3 separate regions of the Rattus norvegicus genome follow, and regions 1 and 3 are each linked to region 2. The links are chromatin contacts, called in public Hi-C maps. All regions are on one chromosome and are shown on one strand. Each heading gives the region's core, a stretch centred on a gene start, on an enhancer-like site or on the middle of the called end of the contact. The rest is flanking DNA. Distances are from core to core; before and after follow the strand shown. Region 1 holds the start of Ddias (DNA damage-induced apoptosis suppressor). Region 2 holds the start of Ccdc90b (coiled-coil domain containing 90B). Region 3 overlaps Dlg2 (discs large MAGUK scaffold protein 2).

What was found. A called contact is a pair of places that touch in the nucleus more often than the background predicts.
Region 1: a Hi-C map of liver shows a contact between it and region 2, with 5 times the contacts expected there. The contact joins the promoter of Ddias here to the promoter of Ccdc90b in region 2. A contact is called at or near these places in 7 of 12 Hi-C or Micro-C datasets (the A7r5 cell line, the Rat2 cell line, Schwann cells and 3 more) and 1 of 1 datasets of contacts at active chromatin or transcription factors (oligodendrocytes).
Region 3: a contact with region 2 is called in a Hi-C map of the A7r5 cell line, with 6 times the contacts expected there. The contact joins the enhancer-like site here to the promoter of Ccdc90b in region 2. A contact is called at or near these places in 9 of 12 Hi-C or Micro-C datasets (the A7r5 cell line, Schwann cells, frontal cortex and 5 more) and 1 of 1 datasets of contacts at active chromatin or transcription factors (oligodendrocytes).

Annotation. Positions count from the first base shown.
Region 1 is chr1:156,341,442-156,345,649 of GRCr8, forward strand. Ddias (DNA damage-induced apoptosis suppressor) reads right to left here and starts at 1,428. Exons shown (of 6, transcript NM_001126294.1): 1 at 1,357-1,428; 2 at 214-297. It overlaps Prcp (prolylcarboxypeptidase), which reads left to right and starts at 2,453. Exons shown (of 9, transcript NM_001106281.3): 1 at 2,453-2,673. The coding sequence starts at 2,515.
Region 2 is chr1:156,043,714-156,048,139 of GRCr8, forward strand. It overlaps Ccdc90b (coiled-coil domain containing 90B), which reads left to right and starts at 1,479. Exons shown (of 9, transcript NM_001024885.1): 1 at 1,479-1,880. The coding sequence starts at 1,781.
Region 3 is chr1:155,573,176-155,577,458 of GRCr8, forward strand. The region is part of intron 12 of Dlg2 (discs large MAGUK scaffold protein 2); the gene reads left to right. Among named protein-coding and RNA genes, the nearest start is that of Ccdc90b, 470 kb to the right of the region's middle. Within about 2 kb of position 1,481, at least 1 of the 93 cell types and tissues checked has an H3K27ac peak or open chromatin away from gene starts, as enhancers often do. A contact at or near this core is called in the A7r5 cell line, where this site is marked.

The DNA of each region.
Region 1 (4,208 bases), core at 178-2,677, 300 kb after region 2:
GGGGACTTTCCAGATCCATGGTTATTTCTAGACCCATTTTTTTTAAAACATAAGATTTTCCTCCATAGCCCTTAAGTCTCTTTGTATCTCAGGCTGGCTTCAAACTAGAGATTCTCATGACTCCAGAGTGCTAAGGTTATCAATATAGGTCTCCATACTCAATTTTGCTATTCTGTTTAATTCTATCCAAAAAGGGGGCAGAGGGGTACTTACCCTAGGACAGCAGTCTCTATTGGTAATTGAAGTCATCCAAAACCTGGCCCTTCTTGGCATAATGGGAGGCACTTAAAATTTTATCTGAGGAATGAATAAAAAAAATGACAGAGTGCTCTGTGATCCAGTTTTAAAAGGTCAAAAAATGCTTTAAATTTAAGATGCTTTTAAAAATGCTTTCAAAGTCAGCCTTGGTGGAACGTAACTATAAATCTAGCACTTGGAAGATAGAGGCTGGATGATCAGAAGTTCAAAATCCTGTTCTCTTAACTCACACACATAAAACAAACCAAACCAAACCAGAAAGGCTTTGCAAACTAAGAAATCACTAATGAGTCAGGATAAAAAGAAGTTTTGGAGGTTGAGAGGATGGTGCCTTTGAGGAATATACAAGATAACCTGGGGTTGGGGATAATTCAGTATGTCATGAACAGTGTGTGTGATATCCTGGGTTTTATCTCCTACCCCGAGAGGGTGTGTAAGTGCAGGTTGGAGAGGCAAGCAAGGCCAAAGAGCTTTTTAACCTACCTTAAGGAATTTGGACTTAAAACATCGGGAAAATAGAAGCATCTAAAACAAGATAAATGGTGAGTATCTTGGTCAAAAATTTTCACCTATCTGCCTGGTCTTATGGAGAATGGATAAACAGGGGAAACAGCTGAAGGCTACTGTCACAGCATACAACAGTCACAGGTTAGATTATGGTAGTGGCAGTGTTCAGTGGGGCTTGAATTTTCATCTTAGATGTGGATTCGAGAGATCAAGGAAAATAGAAAAGCTTCAGTTTCTGGATTGCGTGCATTATTCGGTAAAATACTTTTTCTGGGCAATCAGAGTAATCTGAAAAAGCAAAACAAAGCATCTTTGCCAGCAACTGGCAATATTCCGCACAGTAGTCTGATGACATATTTTTATGTCCCAGTTTAAAGTCGAGCCTTTTCCTTTCTGGGGCTCTGCAGCAACCGTAAAGTGTAAACATTCACTAAAGAACGTGAAAAGGATTGACTCTCTCGTTTAACGTCGTATCCGGCTTTTACGGCCAAGAGTCTTGAAATAAATCCAAATGGAGCTCAAGGTTACAGTGCCTCGTCAGCAGTCTCTCTACCTAGAGCCCCCCAAGAATTCCTTTCTTCAGCTTCTCACCTGAAGCAAAGGACCCAGGCAAGCCCGGGCAACCATGAAGGAACTCCGGCCTCCCGGACAGCCGCTCTCCAAACGCTCGCAATCGAATCTCCCGCGTCCTCTTCCGCCGGAAATGTCGTCTTGACGGTCTTTAAGGAGAGCCAATCAGAAAATGCTCCGCAGGGCGTGTCGCTTATAACCCCGGCAAGCGACCCTCCTTGTCAAGCCAGGGGTAGCTGTGGGTTTTGAGAGACGTTCTTCTTCGACTGGTGGAGCGGTAGTTCTCTCAACGAAGTGCGGGGGAAGCCGGGAAGGCTCGAGGCGTGGGAAGGGGTGGCTGCACCCCTCAGACGAACGCCGAGGGCGTTGGAGCCGTGAAAGTTGGCGCCGCGGGCTGGACAGGAGGGGGCGCTGTTGACTACAACAGGGAGTCGCCATCGCGGAGCCTGGATGGATTATCCGGGTTGAGGGAATGTTTGGTCTGCACGAAAGACTCAGCGGCCACAGAAAGGACGGGTCGTGCGAGCAATGCGGCGGATGGGGTGACCCGAGAACTGAATAACATGGGGCTGGTTAGGCGGGAGCAGCGGAGTGGAAGAGCCCGAACAGCCTACAAGGGAACAGGGCGCTCTGTGACCCTCGCTCCATTTCCTGCTACTTGAGGGACCTAGGATCGAGTCCCTCTACTTGTTTCCTCATCTAAGTAGAGAGGCAAACACTGAAAGGTTGCTGTTTTGGTTGAGGGAGGGTCACGTGTGTGCCGTCATGCCTGGTGACAATAGACTCTCTCTTCCTCCCTCCTCCTCCCGCCCGGTGTTGTTACCGTGGGACTGAGGTTGCGGGGACAGTGTGATGGTGACAATAAAGGCAGAGATATGACATAACCTAGAGAGGCGATAGGGCTTGGGGAGCCATAGATAAGGATGAGGCAAAAAACCCTGCGTAGTAAAGGCCGACGTAGAGTGTGACCTCAGTGGAGGTGGGCGGGGAGAAGGAGGATGGCAAGTGGCAAGGGTGGAGGCAACGCCTTTGAGACCAGGGGCCGCCTGGTTTTAGGTTTCCCGAGGGAGGAGCTGGTCTGCAGCGGGCGGAGCTACGAGCTGGGCCTGGCTTAGTAGTGCTTTTCTGCGGGTGGCTCTCTTTCTTTAGCCGCCCACACTGTGGCTGCTGTCCTGAGCCATGGGCTGCTGGGCTCTCCTGCTCCTGCCTTTTCTATCACTCGGGGCCGCCACAACCATCCGGCCTAGGCTAAAGACCCTCGGCAGCCCGCACTTGTCAACTAACACACCCGACCCTGCTGTACCCAGTAGCTACTCAGTTCATTACTTCCAACAGAAGGTAAGCGGAGGCTGGGGAGTAAGGGTTCTAGGTCTCTGGTCCCAATCGCTCGCCGGTACCTTGCTTGGCTGTTACAGCTTGATGAAGCACCGCTGCCCACTCCAAAATTCAAACTCTGATACTTAGGACTTGATTTAGTTTTAGTTCACCTTTTCTGGAGGGTAGCTTTAAGCCTTAGTTATTCGAGTGTTCCCCATCAGAGACCGCGAGAAATCTATTCCTCCAGTTCTGGACGTCCAGGATACATATTTTTACCACTTCATCTCAGAAAATGCCTCAATTTGAACTTTTTTTTTTTTTTTACCTTGGCTAAAACCAAATTATGGAGACTAACCTTTGACCCCATCTCTCTCAACTCAAATTCTAATGTATGGAGGCTAACCTTGACCTTTAAGTCTCTCAACACGAATTCTAGTGTACCCATTACCTAATATAACAGGGTAAAGCGCTAGCCTATTCGCTTCACTAAACAGCTTCTCTCAGCTGAAATACTACCTTTAGAGGCTGAAGGTCTGTATCCTGATCTGAGGTGAGTGCAAGGATCAGGTCTTTTCTGGTCTGTGAACTTGAGTTCACAGTTTTAAGACAGACTTCTCCAATGCCTTTGTATTTTGCTGCAGCATGAGACATTACTCTATAGGTCTGAATGGAAAAGTACCTGTGTCCTCTGAAGTGACAGGATATATAATTCTATAGTTCTAGGAGTCTCTGAGGCCTGAATGGACAAGGCACTGGGATTAGCAAGTGTACAGTAGTCTGATCTTGGCTTTAGAAATCATACCAGGATTCCGGCCTTACCCTGTAATCTTAGAGAGGTTTCAGGGTAGTTTCTGAGCCAAGTTTCTTGGTTTGCTGAAGAGGGTTGCAGTGGTGACTAACTGAAGCTGGCACCTAGCAGAGTAGCTGCCTCAGTGGACAGTTATTGATGCATGGTTACTGATAGGAAGTTTGACTAGGAATTAAGAGGGAAGACATGGGGTTGTAGAACAATTTCATTTTGAAGTTAAAAAAGACCTAGAAACTTGTGTTTGGGTTTCTAAAAAACAGAAAGGAAAAGAAAAGCGTTTTAATTTTAGCTGAGGTAGCAGAAGTCTCTCTGGGACAGCCCCTTGAATCTCTACAGTTTCTTCATTTGTAAGTTGAGAAGTTGGAGTCAGGACCATGGAGTTTTCTGCTTTCCCTAGGAAAACCTTTCTGTGAAGCCAGCTGCTATGGCTGTCTAGCTGAAGTGAAGGTTGCATTTAGAAGGAGGACTTCCTCCTTCCTGAACCTCTGCTCTCCACCCACACTTACTGTAAAACAAAGTTGAACTCGGACTTTTCCCTACGGAACTACCCTTAATCCTTGTACTGAAACTTTTGAATTTTTTTTTACACATATAATTCTTGACAGCATCCAGTTATTAACAATAAAGTTAGAGGGAGAAGCTTTGGAATATCTGATCTCTAAAAATCTCTCTTTGAAAATGCTTTAGGAGAATGCAAAAGTAAAGGGATGGAATGATGCTAATCTCTCTCTTTCTTTCTCTTTCTCTC
Region 2 (4,426 bases), core at 229-2,728:
AGAATCATACTCATTCTTCTTTGTTAACCTCTATTTTCCCTAATTCTACCCAGCATCCATGCATTCCTTTACCCCTATCTAAAGGTTTCTTTTCCAAATTATGGCCATACTTCGAACACTCAGATTCATTTAATGTATATTTATCAAAGGCTTGTTATGGGCCAGGCACTATGCTAAATACTAGACTTCAGCAATAGATGTGGTTACCACCCTCCTGAAGGACATAGATCAGCTCATGGCAGGAAGGGTTGTGTTCTTAACTAAACCACCAAAGGTGCACGCAGCATAAAGGCTTCAGGAGATGGCGCGTCAGCTGGGATCTGCCCATTACGAAGAAGGTGATCTAATACATTAGAAAATGCTCTCCAAGTTGCAACATATGCAAAGGCCATGAGTAAGAACAGATTAATAAAGTGTGTTTGCTCTCTCCAACCCTGTCTCCCGGACCCTGTGTTCTACTATCTCTGCTTACGGAAATCCTCGAAAACAGGTTTGAATCCTACCTCTCCCCTCTTTTCTAAATTCTTTCATTAGTGTACATTCACTGTACAAGTGATGGGTTTAATAATGGCATTCTTACTCAAGAATATAATTACTTTATGCTTGTTTATTCCCCATTAACTGCTCCTGTTACCCTCCCCTTCCTCTTTCCTAATAGTCCCTCCCCTTCTTTTTTTTTTTTCCTTTTTTTTTTTTTTTTTTTATTAACTTGAGTATTTCTTATATACATTTCGAGTGTTATTCCCTTTCCCGGTTTCCGGGCAAAAATCCCCCTCCCCCCTCCCCCCTTCCCCTCCCCCCTCCCCCCTCCCCCTCCCTTCTCCCCCCTCCCCCTCCCTTCTCCCCCCTCCCCTTCCTTATGGGTATTCCCCTCCCAACCCTCCCCCCATTGCCGCCCTCCCCCCAATAGTCTAGTTCACTGAGTCCCTCCCCTTCTAATGCTAGGAAACCATCTGCAGTAGAGAGATGTGTCTCCTGCCTCTGTCCCTAGTACCCCCGATAGAATCATTTTTATTTCCTTCCATGTGTAATCTACTAAAGTACTTGCTGGTGGGAACCAAGTTTTGCGTTTAATGAGCCTCAGAGCTTGAAATGGTGGTTGGTAGGTAGCTGATTCCCACAAAGTTGAAGTCTAGGTAAGACAATTGTAACTAGTACGTTGTTTGATACCAGGTGGAACAATGACTTTGGAAACTTAAGTCGGAGAGAGATAAACCATGAACGATATCGACCCAGTAAATGGAGAATTTTCATTTCGTTTTCCTGAAGGAAAGGCCTAAAACAGTTGGTCCTCCAGTGCACCAGAGGGCCAAGCAGAAAGACGCGAAACTACAAATGTGTGCAGCGGTTTGTACTTCCATAAGCTTTCTGGGCGAGGAAACAACCCGGTCTCATCCCCACAATCCTCAGCAGCGAGGACTGCGAGTCCCATGGTGCTATGCGACTACACAGGACTCGGTTTAGAAAGCTTGCTGTGGGACAAACTCGCCACCAGCAAATGGGCGCCAGAGGTTCTCCAAGATCCCGGTTTCTTAGGGCGGTAAAGGCGGGAAGAGATGGGGAAGGGGCGATGGACTAGAGGGATAAGCTCTGAGTCATGAGAAGTGTGGCTCTGTGAAGAGGCCTAGCTTTGTTAAAGAAAAACCCCACAAGTGTTTTAGTGACAGATCGGAAACTACATTTCCCAGCATCCTTATGGTGAGAGAACTTCATTGTCCGAAAGCCTCTGCGAGAATCAACAACATTCCGCTTCCCTTTGCTGACCCGGAGCTCCGAGAATATGAGGAACCGCTGGATTTGGCGGTTCCTGCGTCCCGAGTGCAGTGGAATCCGCTGGATTTCAAGTCCCCACGGGCGTCTGTCACCCGCCCTGCGGAGAGGTGAGGCGAAGACTCGCTCAGGGAGAATGTTCGGGCGGGTGTGCCTGCTCAGGCGTCCGCGAGAGTGACACACCCCCTACAGGGCCCCGCCCACCCGCGCAAAGCCACCCGCGAGGCTCCGGGGAGGGCGGGTCGCTGGCTGAACCGATGGGGTCTGTTGGAGGGCTGCCTTCCTTTTAGACCCAGCGGACTTGCCCTTCCGCTAGGCTTCTGAATTGGTGGGGGCACGGAGCGGGGTTCAGTGTCATAACGTTAATGAACTCTTAGGTAGTTTGCGAGTATCCTGGTTTACAAATTACATAGTGGGGTTTTGTTTTGTTTTTAAATGCCCTGGAACCTATACATTTCCAAACACTTGGGCCCTTTGTTAGTCTGTGTATCCAGGAGACTATCTTACTTTACTCTGAGAACTATTTCCTAGAGTTTTTTTATACTTTTGTTTTTCATTTTTTTCCACCGTAAAAGGCATCCCAACCTCCACATTTTATTATTTCTGGATCTATTATGAATTTGAGCTATTCAGACACATTTCTCCTCCCTCCACACTTGTGTGGTTTTGTTGTTTGCCACTGTTTTGTTTATAGCCTGTTATTTAATTCTATTTATTCCACTAACTTGAAGTCAAGGCTGCCCTTGTCTGCTGTTTAACTGCTAGAATTAGTCACATCTTTGATTACGTATTTAGATAGTATAAATACACAGTCTGATGGACTTTTCAAAAAAGGATAGGGATGTGGGTCCACTAGTAAAAGCATGTGCTGCACAAGAATAACAACACACAGTAGAATCCCCAGTACCCTCATAAAAGGCCCTTGCTGTGGCTCTCAGCCATTCCAGGTTCAATGAGAGCTGCCCTTTTAGAGAAATAGGAGCATGACAGCAGGATACAAAGGCCTCACACACAAAGGGGTAGCATTATTTTGAATATGAGGAAATAATTCAAATCTCAATTTATCTGTGTACTTTTATCAAAATTATAGCACCCCAGGAAAATGTTAATATTTTAATATAATTGTCAGGTTATTCCCCTTGAATCTGATTACTCTTGAGAGGAAATCTTGTCCCCTCTCCCTTAAAATTAGTGCATGGTTTGTGTTCCTGCTCACTCTAGACAAATAATGTCAATAGTCTAGCAAATTTGAAAGTTGATCCTTATCCCATGGAAATACCTTATTTGGTCCAACACTCTTTATATAGTGAAATGCAGAGGAAGCTGTGATTTGTCTAAATTTTCTCATTGATGGTGCTGCAGTCTTAATTTGTTATTATTAACCACACTTAGCAGAATATCAGAAACACTACAGATGTTTCTTTTTAAGTACAGATTGCCAGCCTTATGACTAAGAAGTACTGAATTAGTCCTCAGGTGGAGAGGGGAGTGTTTTCATTAGTTCATTTAATTTGCCATAGATCTCCTATAGCACATATACAGCATGTCAGTAGACTCTAATGTTAGGGTATATTCTTTGGAGTTGTTTGAGATGAGTTTCACTGTGTAACCAACCTTAGCTGTCCTAGAGCTCTAGATCAGGTTGGCCTTGAACTCGCAGAAATACACTGGACTGCCTTCTGAGTGTTGGAATTAAACCTGTCCTTTAAGTAATTAGATATATAAGTAGCTTGGGATAAAGTAAAACAACACAGGCTATAGATAAGATGTGAGCTTTGTAGTCAAAAGAACCTAAATTTGAATCCTATTACCTATCACTGTGTCTGTAACCTAAGCAAATTCCTTTGCCTTTTCTAAGCCTGGTATGGTTTGATCTAGTCTGAACTGGTTTCAGTATGTAACTCGGGCTAGCATTGAATTATGATCCTCCTGCCTCAGTCTCTTGAGTGCTAGAATCACCATATTCAGCATTAGGTACCAAATGCAGCTTTAATGCATGATCTTTTAATTTAAAAATGAGAATACTACTACCTTGTTTTGGAAGCATTTATCTGGTAGAACACCTTATACTTGACTACCACACTGACAGTTACTATCTTTTTTTAAAAAAAAAATCATTTATTATATATAAGTGCACTATAGCTGTCTTCAGACACACCAGAAGAGGGCATCAGATTCTATTACAGATGGTTGTGAGCCACCATGTGGTTGCTGGGAATTGAAGTCAGGACCTCTGGAAAAGCAGTCAGTGCTCTAACCACTGAGCCATCTCTCCAGCCTAACAGTTATTATCTTAATGTATCACAATAGTTAAGAATTTTTATACGTGCAGAATTCATCCTTGGAGGAAATATTTCATAGTAAGATTCATCAGACTATACTGTGTTTGAGTTGAGTTTTGGGAATTTAATGGATTAGGACAGGAAGATGTCAGAAATGCCTGGTAGCTCTTAGATCTCCTATACTGATCAGTAAATGCTCCAGAACTTTAAATCAAATTCATTGATTATGACTCACCTGTGTGTCAAAATGCTGTTGCATGACAAAACACATCCATCAGCTCACCTAGTTATAAAGCCCAGTACAGACCAAAGTACAGATTATGACATAATCCAACTTGATGAACCCTGAGATGTACTGGAGTTCCTTACTTTAC
Region 3 (4,283 bases), core at 231-2,730, 470 kb before region 2:
AAAGTTCAGATGGAGGGAAGAGGGTTTTGAGTATATTTTACTCTCAGGCACTCTTCACAGATAAGAGAGCTGCATAGTAAACAGTGTCCTTGGGATCAAGGGCAGAGTATCCACTCCAGAATAACCCCACCATGCAGACTATAGACTTTACCTAAGAATGTGTTAGATAATGGCTTACAGTAGAACAGCCCTAGTGTACTAGCTTTTGTATCTCCCCTCTCTTCCTCCCTGTCTCTTCCTCTCCCTCTATACTAGGGTTCTCTAGAGTCACAGAATATGGAATGTCTTTCTATATTGAGGGAATTTATTATGAGTCTGTAGTCCAACTCCCCAACAATGGTCAGATGTGAATTGGAAGACCAAGAATCTGGTAGTTGCTCAGTCCCACAAGGCTAGTTGTTTCAGCTGCTCTTCTGTGGATTCCAACAGATACGCTGGCTAATAAATCCAAGTTTCAAAGAGCCAATCTTCCTTCTTCCAATGTCCTTATGTAGGTTTCCAGCAGAAGGTGTGGCCCAGATTAAAGGTGTGTGCCACCATGCCTGGATCTGGGACATGTTTGGTCCAGACTGACCTTGAACTTAGATATCTCCTTGCCTTAGTCTCCTGTGATTAAAGGCATGTACTACTTTGCCTGGGTCTAAGCTGTTCATACCACTATGCCTCAAGATCTCAATGCCAAGATCCAGATCAGAAACTTGTGTCTTCTAGCCTCAAGATCTGGATCACAGGCGAGCCTCCAATTCTGGGCTGTAGTTCATTCCAGACACAGTCAAGTTTACAAACAGGAATAACCATTACATCCTCTCTCCCTACTCCTCTCTCTTACTCTCCCCCCGCAACCCCCCAGACTAGCATTTAAAATGTTACATTTCACATGGCAAATCTTCATTCAATTTTGCTATCACTGGTAACAACTCTAAATTAAGATTTATTTTAGTACAATTGTTTTTAGTTTCTGAGATCTGCTACATGTATACAATATATTTTCACCAAATCAACCCCTCCTCTTCTCCTACTTCTTCTAGACCAATTCCAGTCACTCTAAACTTCTTGTCTTACTTTTATTCTGTCTTTAAAAAAAAAGATAACCCAACTATAGTCATAATGTTAGGCCATCCACTGGAGCATTGACATCCTACCAGAAACCCATCCCTACAGAAAAATGACTCTCCCCCAGCAGCCATGACTGGATTGATCTTGTGCAGGTTTTATGGGTGGCCCCTGCCAGCTGCAGTGGATTCCTGAATGTGATAGAGTCACTGCTAGATGACACTATTTCCCATCAGTCTTCCCAATTTCTGGATCTTTCAGTCTTTCTGCCCTCTGTCTATAATATTTCCTGAGCTTCAACATAGAAGTGCATGATACAGATATTTCTGATGTTTTTTAAAGTATCAGATAACCATGACTAAGGTGGAATTGATATGGTTTGGATGATTCCTTCTTTCAGACAGGGTTTACACAAGATCTGTATCTCCCTCAAAGAATGTTTCATGAAATAGTTGTGGTGCATTGTTACCATAGTTACTTAGCACCATGTGTCTTCAACTGTAGAACTTGTCAAAACGTTTGTGTACCAGTGTGCCTTGGGGAGGATATCCTGAATACAGATAAAGTAATAGTTTTTACAAACTTCTTTAGCCACGAAATCCTTATATAACAAGTACCTTGGAGGACAATAAGGTGAGAAATGTGGGGTGGCCAATTTAAAAGTTTCCATTTATTTTCATTTATTATATTCTTTTTTGCTATTCTTTTTATTTACCATACAATGTAATGGGCTTGATCATGACACTCACAGCTACACCAAGGCACATTGTTCCTTGCCCCCTTCCTCCACTGCCCTCCCCTATTCTACCTGCCCCATCTTTCTAGCCCCCTTCAATCTCTCCAGTAAACCCCCCTCTCTCTGCTTTCAACTCACAGGAAAGTCATTTCCTTCTCGCTGCTCCCCATTCAGACACAGGATGGTGGCTGCCATCTAGTGTTTAGTGTGTGCACATCAGCTGAATACTGCCTGGCGACTTAAAGCATCAGCTAGCCAGGTTCCACTGTGGGCATTTATTCCTGCCTCCCCCACCCCCATCACAACTACAGTTCTGAAGTAGTTAAGATAATGAACAATTTTTAAAAGTCATCACCTTAGATTAAATCCCATATGTCTGTTATAGGTGATCTTTTCTCTCTAATTTCTCCCTTATGTATTTTATTTCTTAGAGATTCATTATGAAAAGAATTCCAATTATTGAACCATCTTAAAGTATTCTTGGGGCAGATTTTAGAAAATTCATCAGGAAAATAAATTAACCAGCACAGTGACCTTCTTGGACATTCTTTCTGAAGAAGGAAAAACAGAATTCTTTCTGTTATTGTTTGTTTCAGTGCTTTGTTGAGAAAAAAAGAAAGGGGGACTAGGCATGTTCTTAAACCTAGGAAATCCAGGAGCACAAAGCCATCAACTCCTGAGGAATCTTCCTGCTGCATTATAACAGAAAAGAGAACATCATATGACAACACAAAACGAGCATACAAAATATGCAAGTTTACAATCTGTGCAAGAATACACAAATGTACAAGCCTACAAAATATATGCCTCCTTCTGTAAAGACACTAATGCTACCATGATAGCCTCATCCCATCCTAATTACCTCCCAAAGGCCTGGCAACTTCCAAATACTGTTAACATACAAATTTAAGGAATTAATTTACGACATATGACCTCTGACGTTTAAATAGGCATGTAACTTCTAACAGTTCAGCTCTGTCCTAAGAGTCCTTTATTCCCATGGTTTGCCAAGGGCATACAGATGCCCCAGTCACATACAACCTTTTAGCCTCTGGAAAAGACAGTCTTTTAAAAACTGCATCACCACCTTTCTTGCCTTCTCTAAAGCCTTCCTATGACTTTCCGTTGTCCTCAGATGCTAAAGTGTTGACGTGGCATGCAAGGTAGTGAAGTGTCTGGCTTCAGCCCACCAGTATAACGCCATGTGTACTTCTTCCTCTATACTCACTCACACTTCTGCCACCCTGGCTTTTCCTTCACCTCCAGCTGGTGTGCTACTAAAAATACCTCTAGTCTGGGTTCAGTCCTGCAGTCAGTCCATACAACTGCCATATCGCAACTGCAGGATTATGAGTAGGTATTGGATTCCAGGAAGCCAGGGTTCTGAGTGACACAGGAAGGCTCAAAACAACAGTTACCTGCTAGCTGTCAAGAAGCATTTAACTACCATAATAAGAGCCCTATATGCAGGCTACCATTTGGGACACTCAATAGCAGAGAGCAGCACCCAAAGTATCTGATAGTGACAGCAGGAAGCTAGTGCTTGGGGTCAGTCTAGCTCTAAGCTAGAAAGTCACTTCAGTTTCTTCTTCTATAAAATGGAAGTGATCATTTCTTGACATATCCTAAAAATCCAATGAGAAGCAATAGACCTAATGTGGTAGGCTCTCATGGCTATAGAATTCCTCTGACAAAGAGCTTTGAGGTTCTTCTGTTATCCAGAAAAAGACAAGCAAACTGGATTCACCATGCTTCCTCAGATAAACATCCACCATTCTCTGGCATAGAATCTTAGCTGTGTAACACACAAATGACAACAAAACATAAGAAACATAATGGGCAGTGAGAACCAATGTTAACACTGCTACTTTCTGGTTAAACCCCTTAAGGCCACTTATTCAGTGTGTCATTATCATACATAACGCAGGTCCAGTGAAAAGATGCCACAGGAAATAGCACAGCAATGAACATAACCTATGGTAGGTGTCCCACAGGATACCTGCTGAACGACTCCCTGTAAATAGCCTTGTAAAGCCCGGCGTTCAATTCAGGGAAACTAGGACTATTTGGTCTCAAACTGGTATTTCTACAATGTGCATGTATAACACCACAACGGTGAAAAGTGTTCATGATCCAGCAGTGAATCAGAGAAAACCCACAGAAATAGAGACCATGAAAGTGTTTTCTAGTCCTTTTGAATTTAAGGACTCCCCCACCACTAGAACATGGATGATTATCATGTGAAATGTGGTTTGGAAATTCTGCCTTAAACTAATCTTCAGAGAACTCTCACATGTGTTTGCTTTGGGAGAAATAAGATTTATACTGTAAAGTCCTTATAGGGCAGCCACTAATTGAATGAAGTGACTGAGTGCTGAGAACAGAACATAAAAGTGTACTTTATGTCCTTGGTGAGCGCAGTGCCTCTTGACAAACCAGGCACATGCTGATTTCCAGCATAGAAAGCTAATAGAAAGTGCCAGTGTAAGGACGT